Regions from separate parts of the Hordeum vulgare genome. Here region 2 is linked to region 1. The links are chromatin contacts, called in public Hi-C maps. All regions are on one chromosome and are shown on one strand. The core of a region is the stretch at or near the end of the contact, and the rest is flanking DNA. Distances in the headings are between cores, read along the strand shown. Region 1 holds the start of LOC123411506 (phosphatidylinositol 4-kinase gamma 5-like). Region 2 holds the start of LOC123409656 (rhamnogalacturonan I rhamnosyltransferase 1-like).

Region 1 (7,071 bases), core at 3,208-5,707:
CCTTTGAATGCATATAATGCATGGAGGAATTGGGTGGCCAAGAACTGGGCAGACATCACATCCCAACTTTCCTCCAAGCAACTAGCTAGAAAAGAAAAGAAAAGAAAGAAAAAGGAAAACTATGTACAGAAAAGGCCACCATCTGAACATGGACCTCTGAAGCAGGCATATTCAACGCTCAAACCCTATTTGTAAAGGATGGCTTTATTCGACGACAGACCGCATACCTTGACACCTAAAAGAAAGCCACAGCAAACAGCAGCAGCCAAACGACTTCTCTACTCCTCCACTAACTCAAAACTGGCAAGAAGTGCCCAGCCTCAGCCTCCCCCTTTGCCCAGTGGCGCCGAGCTTGTGCGCGCGGAATGCACCAGGGAGCAGCTCCTGGAACTTCTCGAGGAACAGGCCCCATGTCTCCACACCCATGTCGGCCAGCTTCACAAAGCTTGCGCTCGTTGGGAGCTGTTCATTCGCGCTCCTCCAGTTACCAACTTGGTTGTTCTCAGAGGTTTTTGCAGAATCCGCACCCTTGGGAATGGCAGGCAGCTGACGCTGGCTTTTTTCCATGAGACTGACACTGCTCAGTGAGGTTGATAGCTTGGAAATGTTAGGAAGCCACTTATTGACAGGCTTGGGGCAAGCTAACTTTTCTGCATTGCTTTCTTCCTCTTCCTGGGTGTCATCCTCCTCTTCTTCAATGGCCTCGTCCAATTTAGAGAGCGGGTTTCTGGAGCTTCCCCCCTTAAACTCAAGATGGTAGGCTGGTGGCGTTTTTGCCATTTCATGATCTTCACAGTCAAGTTCAAATTGGGTCACATCTTCATCTGCAGAATCATGTTCTGTGGAACATTCTTCACGTTCAGTTGCTAGCCTCCTTGCCTCCATGCAGACAACCTCCAGCTGACTTGGCTGATCTTCCATCCCGTTAAATTCTCTGCTCATCATCTCACCAATCTCTGCAAGGCAAAGACCAAATAATGTGCCTTCTTTCAGAAATATGGTTGAGAGGACTAGCACACGGAGGCATGCTTCCCGGATCATAGGCAGCTCCATACGAAGCATATCAGCATCTTTCACTGGATCAAGTTTCCCTATGTACTCAAGCTCATCCTCAGAGAATGGAATTGACGCCTGCGGCCAGTGAATCCATTCAAAATAAGGATCCTCTAAACACTCTGGCAGGCAGAGACCATGGTCAATAGGAATCAGCTCAGTCTGATTCCCGAATTGACCTGTTCCTGTCATCTTTTTTACCAGAAGATTTCCAGCATGTCTATCAGTGTTGAAGATACGGATGTCAAGAATACCAATCCTGTGAATAGCAGATACAGGGAAGCTTGAAGTGCCAAGGTCACTAGCATCAAAATCATGAGGAGCGAACTGCTGAAATGAGGCAATCTTGCTGACAGCTCGCGGATCACCCACAGGAGCCTTCTTCTTGCTTGAACTAACACCTTCATTGACATTAAATACAGGGTGTGAAATCTTAACAAGAACTGTCGGGGGGACATTGGCGAAGCTATCATAGTCCAGAAGGTATGCAGCAACCTCTCTAAAACCAGTCTCACCAACTCGAACTGATCTTTTGAGGCCTGGCTGCCCAAGGGCTCTCCCAGTAAAACCTTTTGGATTGTTGGGTGCAAACGGCTCCTCATCATTTGGCTTCACGATGGCAGCATTCTCACCTTTACTGTTCTTGAAATAGTAGGCACCACCAAGCCCACTATTGACAAGTGTTGGATCCACACCGTTTCTTATGCCCCTAGCAACATCCTTAACAAGCTGCTTTGCCCGAAAGCAGCGGCTTGGACATACTAAAACTTCAATCGGACCACCCCTATCCCTTTGCTGCTGGAGATCCTTGCTTGTAGGAGACAGGCATGGGCTGGAGGAACTCCGATGCATGAAGGTCTTGGTCAGGAGCAGCGGGGAATCGTTTCGGATGCTGCTGAGATCATTCTTGAGGACATGATCACCAAGTGTCAGTGAACTCTCCTCAGTGGGAACATTGAGGGCCACCTGCAGCTTTCTTTTGACTGTGTGTACACTGTCACCACGATCTAGTTGAACAGGCAGTACAAACCCAGTGTCAGTCTGGACAAAAACACGTTTCCATCCAACAGCCCTCCCCTCGCTTCTAGTTTTGGTAGGGTAATCACCGATCAGAGAGCTGCTCAAGGCTGAAACTGCCATCTGGGTCTGGACAGGGCTCTCCAAGTTGCGAGACATGGCAGACAACAAAGGAATTGCTCTCTTGCGCCTTTCAAACTCTGCAGATGACGCTGTCCTAGAGTGCGAGAAAGGTGTCACGGTAGCAATCATCAGGCAACGGACGCCATCTTCCACGTTAGATAGAAAGCAGCAGAAAGCTACAATTGGAAGCTGTCACGAAACCCGGTAAACCCAACTTTTGGATAATAAGACCCTGCGAAGACAAAAAGAGCAATTGGTGGTTATTATCTTTTTCTCAAGTCGGAAACAACCGCTAATGAGTACCGAAACTCAAAAATATCAAACCTTCATCCAACTACCAAACTACTCATTCTTCCTCCGTATAAAATATGAAACGGACGATAAGTAATTCTCATGGTAAACCCAACCACCCAGTTAATGAATAAACCAAAGCACTTGCCAATTGCCATGATAAGAGAAAGCATTTCCATATTTTACAGAAAGTTGGTATGCATAAGGAGTGGGCTACCACTTCCCATCTTTGACTAGCAGCTTTTTTTAAGCCTCATACTGAAGATATGATATGTTCGTTGAACATAGATGCATTTTTATTTCAGTTTCATTCAGAGATTCGTGCTGTCCCCCATTCACTCCTCCATCAATGGCATTTGTCCTTTTCTCACCCGAAATCTCTGTAGACTGATCACTGATGAGACATGGAAATCTCCTAGACTTTCCATGTGGAAAACAAACCCAAAGCCCACGATTCAGCCCGGAGTCTGGGCCAGCAGCTTAATCACCTCTCGATTCGACAATCGTGCGATTTTCTTCCATGTGTAGCTAACGGCTATTACATTTCATCTCGCCAGAGTCAGTAAAAAGTCACACGCAGTCGCCAAGAGGCCTTTTTTACGACAGAAATCTTGGAGCTTTCAAGCTGAATCCGCACTAAGGAAGCTGCGCGAGTACGTACGAGCTTCGCTCAGACATAGTAGATCAGCTGATGCTGGAGCGAGCTACAGAATCGTCAGATGATTGAGCGCTTGATGACACGAGCTACGCGTAAGGGAATGGCATTAATGAGCCCGGTCCAGCTAAAATGCCCGGAGAATCCTAAAAGAGGAACAATTATTGCTCCAGAAACTACCAGAACGAAGCCGCGCTCCATTCCTTGGCGACGAAGCACCGTATTTTTTTTTCCTACCAAAAGAACGCCGGCACTTCTGCTCTCTCCACTGAGCAAGAGAGAAGGAGCGGCGAAGGCCCGGGACTCTACCGGCGGAACGAGCACCAGCACGAAGGTGGGAATGAAGCCTTGTCCGTACCTGAACCAATGCGGAGACCTGGAAATGGCGGCCCGCCGCCGGCGGGGCCGCAGATCTGGCAGGTGCGCCGCAGCCGCCTCTTTCGTCCGGCGTCCGGCGTTGGAGCGGCTCCTCCCACTCCCCGGCACGGCACTCCGCCGCCTCCGCCTCCCGGGTCCTGACTTCTCGCCCCCCTTCTTCTTCCCTCGCTCTCTCGTGCCTGAGCGAGCGTGCGAGCGCGAGAGCTTGCGAGGAGGCTGGGTGGGGGTGGGGGTGCGAGAGGGAGAGGAGGGGGACAGGGGAGATGTGTAATGGAGGGGGGGTTAATTTAAGGAGCTGAGCAAACCATGGTTAGGTTTGGTAATGGGGAGAGAGGTGCGAGGGGCGCGTGAGCTTGGATTGGCCGGGCCAACGCGTGTGTGTCAGTGTGTGCGATGGCCTTCTTCCTCCGGCGACCCTCGGGTTTGATCTAATTGGATCGTACGGCCTGCGCGGTTTTTCCACGGGCCTATCCGCAAATTCTTGGTGAACCGTGTAGGAGAGCCGCATGTAATTCATCGAGAAGAAAGGGATTATAACGTCGGAGATGACATGATTGGTATGTTGTCAAAGATGGCATGATTTGATGAGAAGTCGATGATGGTACGGTCTAGATCGACAAGAATGACCTAAAGATCTCATCAACTTGAGCAACGGTTGGAACATTACCGTGACCGCAATGGGAGGTGTCCGTGAATGAAACTTACATGCACGAGCATAGCACATGCATTGGAGGGATCATGATTGTGGAGACGCAACGCACACAAACAATCCCGCACTACCGAGTTAGCCTCCCCCTCATCGACCAAAGAAGGGGCAGAGTCAAATGGGAGGGATCAACCCAACCATGAAACATGCAGGTGGAGGTCGGCAACCGGAGGGGAACAACGTAGGTCCACGATGACAAAAAAATAACCAACCTCGACTACCCCAAGGAGAATGAGGCGATAAGGAAAACACCTAGATCTGGTCGAGAATGGTCGGGAGGGGGGGGGAGGGGCTGAATACTGGATTCATGCTGTCTCGAGGGGCCACAGACCACCACTCTCCAGCCAGAGGATTATAGAGGCATAGGCAACCGGGAAAGTGCCACCTCTGATGCCGAAAGCACCGCGACACACTGCAACAAGCCATGCCCGCCATTGATGCCACCAGCAGAGGCCGCAATACATTCACAACGGTGTCGATGCCCTAGATCTAACACACCCAAGAACCAGAAATCAAAGCCAAGCAATGATGCCTCGCCGCTGCTGTCCTTGGTAGCTGTGTTGGCTTTCCCGTCAGCGACCTCATGCGGCACCGAGAAGGAGAGTTGGTGGTGAAAGGAGGGCATGTGGCGACCAAGGTCAGGGGGTTGCTCAAGTCGCCCAGGGGCGACGCAACTACTTATGCGCGATTGCAAAGGGATTTTTTTATTCTTTTTAATTTCGAAAGGCGTATTGTAATTTCCTTTTTTCGAGAAAGCTCATTTTGTGGATATTACCAAATCGGTAAACACACGAGAAAGAGGCCACAAAGAAGGCAATGTCATTACTAAAGGCACGAGTCCTTGGGTTGCCGGTTAAACCTTATGTGAAGGTTTTATCTATGAATAACATTGGCAAGTTTACCTTGTGTTTTATCGAAAGTGTTCTTCGGCTCCTTAGCTCAAATGCACTGGCCATGAACAATAAAAAAAGGTAAACAAAACAAAATTGGATATTTTTGACAACCAACATTGTTGAATGTTTACATACGTGTATGCTTCTTTTAATTAAAATCAGTCCTAATGCCTTAGACGAAAAAACAAATCAACCCTCCAAATTGTTCTAAAAACAGTCTTTTTGGAGCATCAATTTTTCAGCTTAGAGCATTATGAGTCCCTTTTCATCATGAAAATAATTTGCATGTATGTAGATAATTCAACAATTTTAAACTTTACCTTTTTTAATTTTAGTGTTTATAATGGTGCATTTGAGCTCAGGAGCACAAACTCCATGTCATTGTTTTGTACTCTCTTCATTTCTAAATATAAGTCTTTTTAAAGGTTTTATAAAAAACTACATACGAATGTATATAGACATATTTTTAAATATACATTCATTTATTTTGCTTCGTATGTAGTCCCTTATAAAATCTTTAAAAGACTTATATTTAGAAACAAGGAAGTATAATTTTGCATATTTATTGCCGGTTGCAAAATTAAGCACGTGCGCTAAATAATAGTTCTGCTCACTTTTATGGGCATATAGTAATGCTTATGCCATTTTTCGAGTAAATGCAATAGTTGTGGCTTTCGAACTCAAAATGTGGCATGTGTGGAACAATTCAAATAGCAAATCACCGGTTTACACACGATGAGTTTCATTTTCCCTATATAGGCAACAAGGTTTTTTTTTAATTTACGGGTTATACAAGCAAGAATATATTTTTTTGTGAATTATGCGAGCAAGAAATTAATATACTATCTCATATAGGAGGGAAAACAAATTTCCCTGTCGCTACACACAACATTTTCTCATTTCCCATCCCGTCATGGAATTATATTCTTACGCGCCTCCCTCAACCCCCGGCCCCAAAAAAACTGCATTGTCATGTGCATATTTGCATTAACGAACGGGAGCCGTTGTAAAATGGCTTACAGCTATTCCTTCCTTGTATTCTCATTCTTTTTCGCAAACGTCAAGTTACGCCTACCGATTTTCGTCCCTAGTTTCGCATCACCAATCTTATCTCGATCTTCTGCGAGGGATAGGCGTCACCTTTGTTTTTGACATGTAAAGACGGGTCGAGCATATCACCAGACACCAGCCATGGGCGGATCCAAGAAGCGCCGAGCAGGCTTTGGGCTTGCCCGCCACTCAAGCCGAAGCGTTTTTTGTACCTCTGCCATGGAAACGGACGCGCGAACGGTTTGGATTCACCCGGGCAAGCGCCCCGGCCACAACAAGATCTCTTGGCCCGACCCCGCCGCTAGCTGTGGGAACGCACGCCCGGCTCCAACCGCTTTCGTTTGCGTCGCGCCTTACGTGCCGTGCGCGCGTGCGTGCGTGCATGCATGCGGCCATGCACACACCCCATGCAGCTGCGCGCGGGTTCGTGCGGGGCAGGGCAGCGGCCCGCCTTGGCCCCCGGTTCAAGTTAGTTAAACCGGCGGCGGTGGCACCGTTGGCGTCGCCAAGGATGGATGGATGGATGCCGTCTAGTCTAGCCCATGCCGGTTCATCCGCCGGGGATAAGAGATAAGCGTCGTGTCCATGGGTTCCCTCCCTCCCTTCTTCTTCTTTCCGTGTACGGCAGCGAGTGCAAACGTGCAACGCTTTTTTTAGCTGGCTCGCGTATGTGTGAATGTATGTATCCTACGGCCGCAACAAAGTTGGTTTTAGCCTTTTGTTTGTAACGTTACTGTCTTCTCTTTTAAAGAGAAAATGAACTTTGCATAAAGTTGTTTTCCATCTTAGATCTTTCGTTCGGCACAGTTTATTTTATTTTATGTACCACGTATGAAAGGGAAGGAAGACGTTTTTTATTTTATTTTATTTTGTTTTGTAGAAAACATTTGATATACTCATCTTGA
Region 2 (7,071 bases), core at 3,081-5,580, 710 kb after region 1:
TGTCACACAGACACAGGCGGTATGCATCCATATCAGATCCAATAAACACTGTAGTATACAATTCTCAGCAACTTGATTGACAAAAAAAATAAGCCCTGCCTGACGGGGAGGAAGCACGGGGAGGCTACGGAGAAGAACAACTGCTATGTTACACAACCAAAAGAAGATCAGACAGACAAGTGAATCCGGCCATTTCCCTCTCACTTAAATTTACCCTTCCTCTTCGTGGTAGTAGACTCTATCACCATCTATACAAGAGTATCTTCAGGTATGACTCCTCATTATTCCAGTGGAATGAACGAATCCGCCCTCCATTCTATAACGTGTAGAGTATTTACCAGCTAGGCAGCTACATCCAAAGATATACAACACCCACGTCCACCTCCTCCCCGAGTTTTACATCTATGGAGCCGAGCCGGCCCCTCTTTCGGTTTCTTCAAAATAAAGACGACGAACCTGGCCTCAAGGTTCGGCTGTGTCTGTGGAAAGAATGGTATAAGGTGGGTGAAAATATTGACAGGGGTGGCGGTTTGGTTATCATGATGTACGTAGGCGGTCGGGATCTTGCAGGCACTCCTGGGGGTTTGCATAGAAGTAGTCCTCCTCCTTGGGTCTGTCGGGAATCACTGTCCGCTTCGAGGCCGATCCCATCCGCCCTGCATGGGCAGCCTTGATCAACAAAGAGAACTCATCCCATCGCAACGAACCGTTGTTGTACTGGTCCGTTAGGTCGACGATGAGTTTCCGATCTAACAAGATCGTCTTCTTGAAACCCATGAACCTGCATGCAGCAAGCGACACAAGGCATATAAGTACACAACTTCATAGAATTTAGCTGAACGAATAGCCAACTATAAAGATGAGTCGACCAATATCAAGACAGTGGTGCATTCCAGTTGAGACAGGGAAATGTTTGGGGTGCGTACAAAAATAAAATATGTAGTGTATGTGACCAACTGCAATGCATACCTGCGATGACCCTCAACAACTTTAGCCATATTTCCATCGTATGTTGGAACAAATATATCACTTTCTAAAGAGACCATGTAATCCAGTGCGGCCATTTGAGACGAATGGTTCTGGAAGAACATTAGGTCAGAAGGTTCTAGAAGTGTCTCTTTCCTCACCTGTAAGTCAATGTTAAAGCAATGTGAATCAAGAAGATGACGTGAGAAATTTCCATATAATACACGTGTGACAAAACAAATAAGCATGTTCACTATGTCCATACCACATTCGGATAGGCTGAAGTGAGAGCTGCCATCCTGCGTCTTCCACCATATATTTCTCCAGCTGCAATGTATATTTGCATACTTCTATCAATATCCAATGCTCTGAGGACAAGAGCAGTCTCTTCTGGCGTCAATGGGCAAAGCCCATCTTTTCTTTTCAAGTCCGAGTCAATGATTTTCTCTTTCCACCATGGATAAGCATACCTAAAATGCCAACAATGATTTGACAGCTGTAGTTAATTGAATGTTTTAACAGCCCACGCTACAAACATGCATTGTCCTAAGAAGAATTAAATGATAATAATACCAAAATGTTCACCTCATTCTTGTGAGCTCTTCTGCCTCTTCGTTACTGCACCCTTGGGTACAACCAGAGAAAGCCAACATATCCATTTCGTAACGTAAATGAAGAACCAAGAAAGGGCCATTTTGGCGAAGTATTCTAATTACACGCTTGCCCAGATCTTCAATTTCGGATGTAAATCTCAGAGAGGCATAATTTACTCGGCATCTCAGTTTTTGAATCTCCATAGGTAAACCATTGTTTGCTAGCCTAGCGTCAGTTCTATTCAAATGCAGAACCTTGTGTTTCCGAATCAATGGAAGAATCTGGATCGAATTTTTACAACTATTAGCTTATTCAACAAATCTGATGCTCCAAAGCAGCCTTAACATAATGTGACATGAAGCATACCTGATTATGGTAATAGGAGATATCAGACCAACTGATAGGTGGCATTGAGTGGAACATACCAAGTTCAACTCTTCGCTTCACCCTTGGAGGCAGTTCTCTCAAGATGCGAACTTCGTCTCGCAAGGAGGTTATAAAGTGTTCGACGTCAAATATATCTTGGAACTCACTGCAGTGCAGAATGGATCAACACCAAAGGAAAAGTCTGATAGTAGCTCAAGAAAAAAAAGGCAATTGAAAATAATATCAAGGTGCCAAACTGTACCTCGGGTCGTTCCAAAAAGAAGTCTTATCCAACTCTGGAACAACCAAAGTGACATTCAAATATCTTGCTATTACAACCATGTCACATATCTGATAGAACAAAACATGGAGAAAAGAAACCAATGTTAAGAGTCAATGGTTGCCAAGAACATTACTTGCAAAAATTATAAACAGAGATTTCCAACATCTTACAGCAGCTCGCATTTGGTTAAGACCACCATTGCATGAGACCATCAAATAACCATTGTTCCTGTAAATTCCTGGACGATGATGACAGCAATAAACCATTAGCACAGTTATAGCAGATTCCTAGATATTCAAGGCAAGGATGTACTAATAACAAACAAAGCAATAATTAATGCAGTGATGTACACTGCGTATTTGTGGCAACAGGGAAATCGAACATACTTTAGCAGTCCCTCGAGTCATATAAATGTAACTTTCCATGCTGGAAAAGACTCATAATTAACAATGGGAATACAGTGTGCAAACAAAACGAAGGGCCACAATCTAATTGTACATACTACCAAAAGTAGTCTACACGACGTTAATGAAACAAAAGTTCCAATACAGTTAACTCAGAAAACGTTGCTACAATTACTCAAAAGCTGCTGGGCATTTCCTTTTCTATCCATGTGAAAAAATGATGGGCATCATAATTATGAGGGACCAAAACATCGGTTGGAGTCATGAATGATTGCCACCAGTAAAAGCATATTCAAGTGTTCAATTTCAACCAGCCTAAAAAGTGTGATCCTAACATGGAAAGAACCAAAACATGAATCTATCGTGTAGGCTGCAACTGCAAACGACCAGAATAGTGAAGACCTGCTCCTGACCCACCAAGGCACCAATCGAAAGGAGATCCGACATTGCCCAATTTCTGCAATCGGGATCACCACATGTCCAGCTTAAAAAAGATGATGAATTTACTGTTTTGGATGCAGCTAACAGCGTTACCACGGAATGAATCCGCAACACCTGAGCTAAATTACGCGAATTTGCAAGCACAGGAAAATGAGCAAAATGTGCGCCAACCACCAATCTTTATCATCCCATTCCCAGGCTGATGATATCGCCGGAGCTAAACTACGCGAGTTTGCAAGCACGGGAAGAAGAGCAAAATGTACGCCAACCACCAATCTTTATCATCCCCAGGTCGATGAAATCTACGCTGTGGATTTCGGAAGGATGTACCACACCGAAATGCTGGCGGCCTGTCAATGTCCTAGGAACAGCATTCGGACACGGAGCGGATCGAACAGGGCGAACGAAAGCGAGCGAGCTAGCGAGCGAAGAATGAAACTCACTTTTGGGCGGCAGCAACGCGGCCCTGTCGACGACGGCCGGGCGCACGGCGGCGGCCTCCTCGGGGGCCGTGAGGCAGGAGGGCCATCCCTTGAGCACCCGGGGCCCCCACGTCTCGCCGACGGCGGTGAGCTGCATGACGCAGGTCCAGAGCAGGACGGTGGTGGTGGCGCGCACCATCCAGAGCTTCATCCGCGAGCGCGCGGCGGACGACGGCGGGCACTTGAGCTTGTCGCCTCCGATGCCGGCCGCCGCCTTACCCCCCATGGCCGCCTTCCACGCCATCAACGACCATGGACCGACGGGAGCAGAACAATCTTGGCGGCACCAGCTGCAGCAGCAAGCATCCGTGCCTCAAACCCGCCGCCCGCCTCGAGGAGCCCGCCTGGCCCTGGCTCCGTTCCCACCCAATGCAGCGCCAAACAAGGCCTCTCCCGCCGTCACTCCACCGCTGCCCAGAGCGCCGCGACGTTGGTGACAGAAACGCGGCCGCGGACGGCCCTCGCCGCGTCGTCGGACGAGCAGCAACCGCCCGTCGGCCCGGGCGTGGCGCCGTGTCGATCGGCTCCTCTCCTTGAAGGAACGGCAGGAGCAGGCCGGTAAAGCGCGTGCCGCCGTCGGTGACAGGTACCGGTAGGCGCCGGAATGGGCGGCGGGGTCGGAGGATCGGCGCCGGAGACGGGCGGGGTGGCGGGGCGGATCTCGGGGCAGAGGGAGGGGGTGAGAGGGAGGGAGGCGTGGGAGAGCGATTTGTGGGGGCGCCTAGTTATTTTTGGGCCGCGGCGTCGGTGGTAGTGACCGTGACCGTGACGCACACACTCCTCCTCTCCTCTGATCCCCGGGGCCAGGCAGGGGGGTGCGCGTAGCCGTATTAATGCGTGTCCTAATCCGCTGCGGTAAACGGTTGGTGGCACCGGGGGGTTGCACACGGGCGGGCGCCGCGCACACGTGGAGGGCCTCAGATGCCAGCGGACGGCCGGGATTGGACGGCGCGGTTAGAGCGGAAGGAGCCGTTTGGGCCCGTGACGACGGGGTCGGCGCTGCGCGGCTGCCGGCGCGGAACGCCGTTTGTTTAAACTGACGACGGCGACGACTCGATCCGCCTCTCATTTTTATTACTACTCCTTGTTGGCTTGGCTCGCCGTGCTGCTGTGTTGACAGTGTTGTGTGCAGGGACCTGATTAATTTGCCACTCCTTGTTGTTGTTGTTGGAGTTTTGTATTGCTCTCGCGGCTCACATGCCGGTGTTTGCTTCTTGTTTTTGTCCTGGGCATTTTTTCTTTCAGAGCTATACCGCTGTATTAGGTATCTTGTGGGGGAAATCTTCTTCGGCACGTGGCAAGGCTGTTGCTGCTGGCTGCTTTTTTACAATTTTATCACTGTTTCGGCGAGAGCATCTACAATCCAACCTTACAAATCCAACCCCATAAATATTGGTGGACATGCCCAATCGGTGATCAGGCGTGTCCTTTATTGATCCATTCACGCATTCATACTTTTTATTCTCTTCCTTATATGTCCGGTCACTTGCACGTGATTGGTGAATAGGAAGAGAGAAAAAGAAAATAATGAATAAAGAAAAAAAGATGGTCCGGGGTGAGGTCACGTCCTATGTGACGGGCTGACCGGACATGCCCGGGCGCATCCGCGAGCCCTTATATTCTCCTCATGTTTGAGATGGATATGAGAGTTTGCGGACAGTCCGGAAATATAGGGACGATATGATGGGTCCGGTTGGGTCATTTTTTTCCTTCTCTCTGTTGTCCGATCACTGACCGGGCACGTCCACAAACGTATGAAGGATCATTTGAGAGGTCCATTTGTAGATGTTTTAATGGCATGTGAGATGCATCATTATTTTTTTGGGGAGAAACTTCGAGTCTATTCATAATGAGGCAATCATGCCGCTACACATACAATCAGGTCCATGGATCATTTACCGACGACCAAGCAATGGAGCGAGAAGAAGACGCGACACCGTCAACGACTTTCCTTATCGGATTCGGGCAAATCTATAGAAAGTCGTGAAGTCTTGGTGCTACATCTCCACATGATCGACGCGCAAGGTCAGCAACCATCGTCAATGAAAAGAGTCGTAGGTTGGGAGGATCAAACATGTAAGCATATAAGTAAAGATTGGATCCAATCAGATCCTTAGAAGACCAGCATTGACTAAATCCCGCAAGATCCAACGGAGACACAACTCCACACGCTCCCCAGCGATGCTAGACGCACCATCAGAATGGTAATCAAACGTTAAAGATACTAGTCCTATTTAGGGACATCGTCGTAGCCACACCACCAGAACCAAGACACCGAACCTAACAAGAATAAGAGTGGGGTCCCTCGTGTCGTCTCAGTCGAGGTCCTTGGCACCACCACGGTCCAAAGGGCATCGAAGGTGGGGCCTAACCAATGATAGTGTCATGTGAATTGTATGTTAATTTCGAGTTTGGAAGAGATGCGCTTTGCATTTGTTTCTCTCTCTTTTTATGGTGAGACTCGGGGATTGAAATGTGAACGATCAATTTCTATAACCTGGATTTTTCCATGTAGCAAGTTTGTTGTTGCCATGGGAAATGCATATAAATGTTGTAAGTAATTACGCCTCCACTTACATTGCAAATATTTTCCTTTTGAGAAAACACAATCGTAAATGTATATTGTTGGACTACCCCGGTCTACATCGATCGTCGTCGTCTCATCTTCACGAGCGGGAGACAAACCCTCACAAAACTCAAAGAAAACATTCAAGAAAGAAGTCCTCCCACCGGCAAGGGTCTAGATTCAGCACACCCCATGGCCCTAAAGCAATCAGAGACGAGCCGGATCGGCGAGGCAGAGGAAGGCTAACCCTTTTTTTTAGAGGATGCGGATGCTTGAAACACTTTGTCCCTGTTGATGGAGGTGGTGGTCGTCTTCATCATGTCTAGCCCTTCTCCTCTCCTCTTCTCTAAGACAATGATCCGATCTACGGATGGTCCGCGGGCGTCTTTTGACATTGCACGATGACTTTCAAATCATGGACTTAAATTCTTGCTAGCTTCGAAAGTAATGCAGAGTTCTAGTCGACGCGTCGAACATGGCTCACGACGCGCTTCCCTGGTGTGAGGAAGGAAGATAGCATTGGCTTCTCCAAGGAACTTATTGCAATTCATGTTTTCTTTTGGAGTTGCCTTGTGAGGATTAGATTATTTTAATACATGGCCATGGCCTTGGCAAAAAAAGGAAAAGAGCCTATCCAATTGGGAAGATATCACATGCTACCAACTATCACATAATTCCATGACCCCATGTTTGAAAACTCAAACTTTGATGTTTCAAAAAAATCCAGAAAAACTTCATGAATGTGCACAAGATATGTTCCTACAATCTATAAAAAAGTCAAATCCAAAATCAAAATATGACGGAGAAATGAAAAAAAAGACAAATCCATGGGTGAATAGGGGAATTATTCATGCTGAATTTGTAAAAAAAAATATATTCTCAATGCGTCTTTTGAATTTGAATCTGATTTTTTTAGGGTCGGTAGAAATGTGTTTTGTGAGCATTCACATTTTTCTTAGAATTTTTTGA

Evidence for each region. Hi-C and Micro-C count contacts between places; a contact is called where the count stands out from the background.
Region 2: a Hi-C map of leaf shows a contact between it and region 1, with 2.8 times the contacts expected there. The contact joins the promoter of LOC123409656 here to the promoter of LOC123411506 in region 1. A contact is called at or near these places in 3 of 6 Hi-C or Micro-C datasets (leaf and seedling) and 1 of 1 datasets of contacts at active chromatin or transcription factors (embryo).

Annotation. Positions count from the first base shown.
Region 1 is chr7H:123,621,030-123,628,100 of MorexV3_pseudomolecules_assembly, forward strand. It overlaps LOC123411506 (phosphatidylinositol 4-kinase gamma 5-like), which reads right to left and starts at 4,458. Exons shown (of 2, transcript XM_045104465.1): 1 at 3,498-4,458; 2 at 1-2,425. The coding sequence starts at 2,322. The coding sequence ends at 295.
Region 2 is chr7H:124,326,447-124,333,517 of MorexV3_pseudomolecules_assembly, forward strand. LOC123409656 (rhamnogalacturonan I rhamnosyltransferase 1-like) reads right to left here and starts at 4,331. Exons shown (of 8, transcript XM_045102519.1): 1 at 3,498-4,331; 2 at 2,380-2,447; 3 at 2,189-2,277; 4 at 1,927-2,092; 5 at 1,552-1,841; 6 at 1,232-1,436; 7 at 970-1,127; 8 at 1-781. The coding sequence starts at 3,780. The coding sequence ends at 538.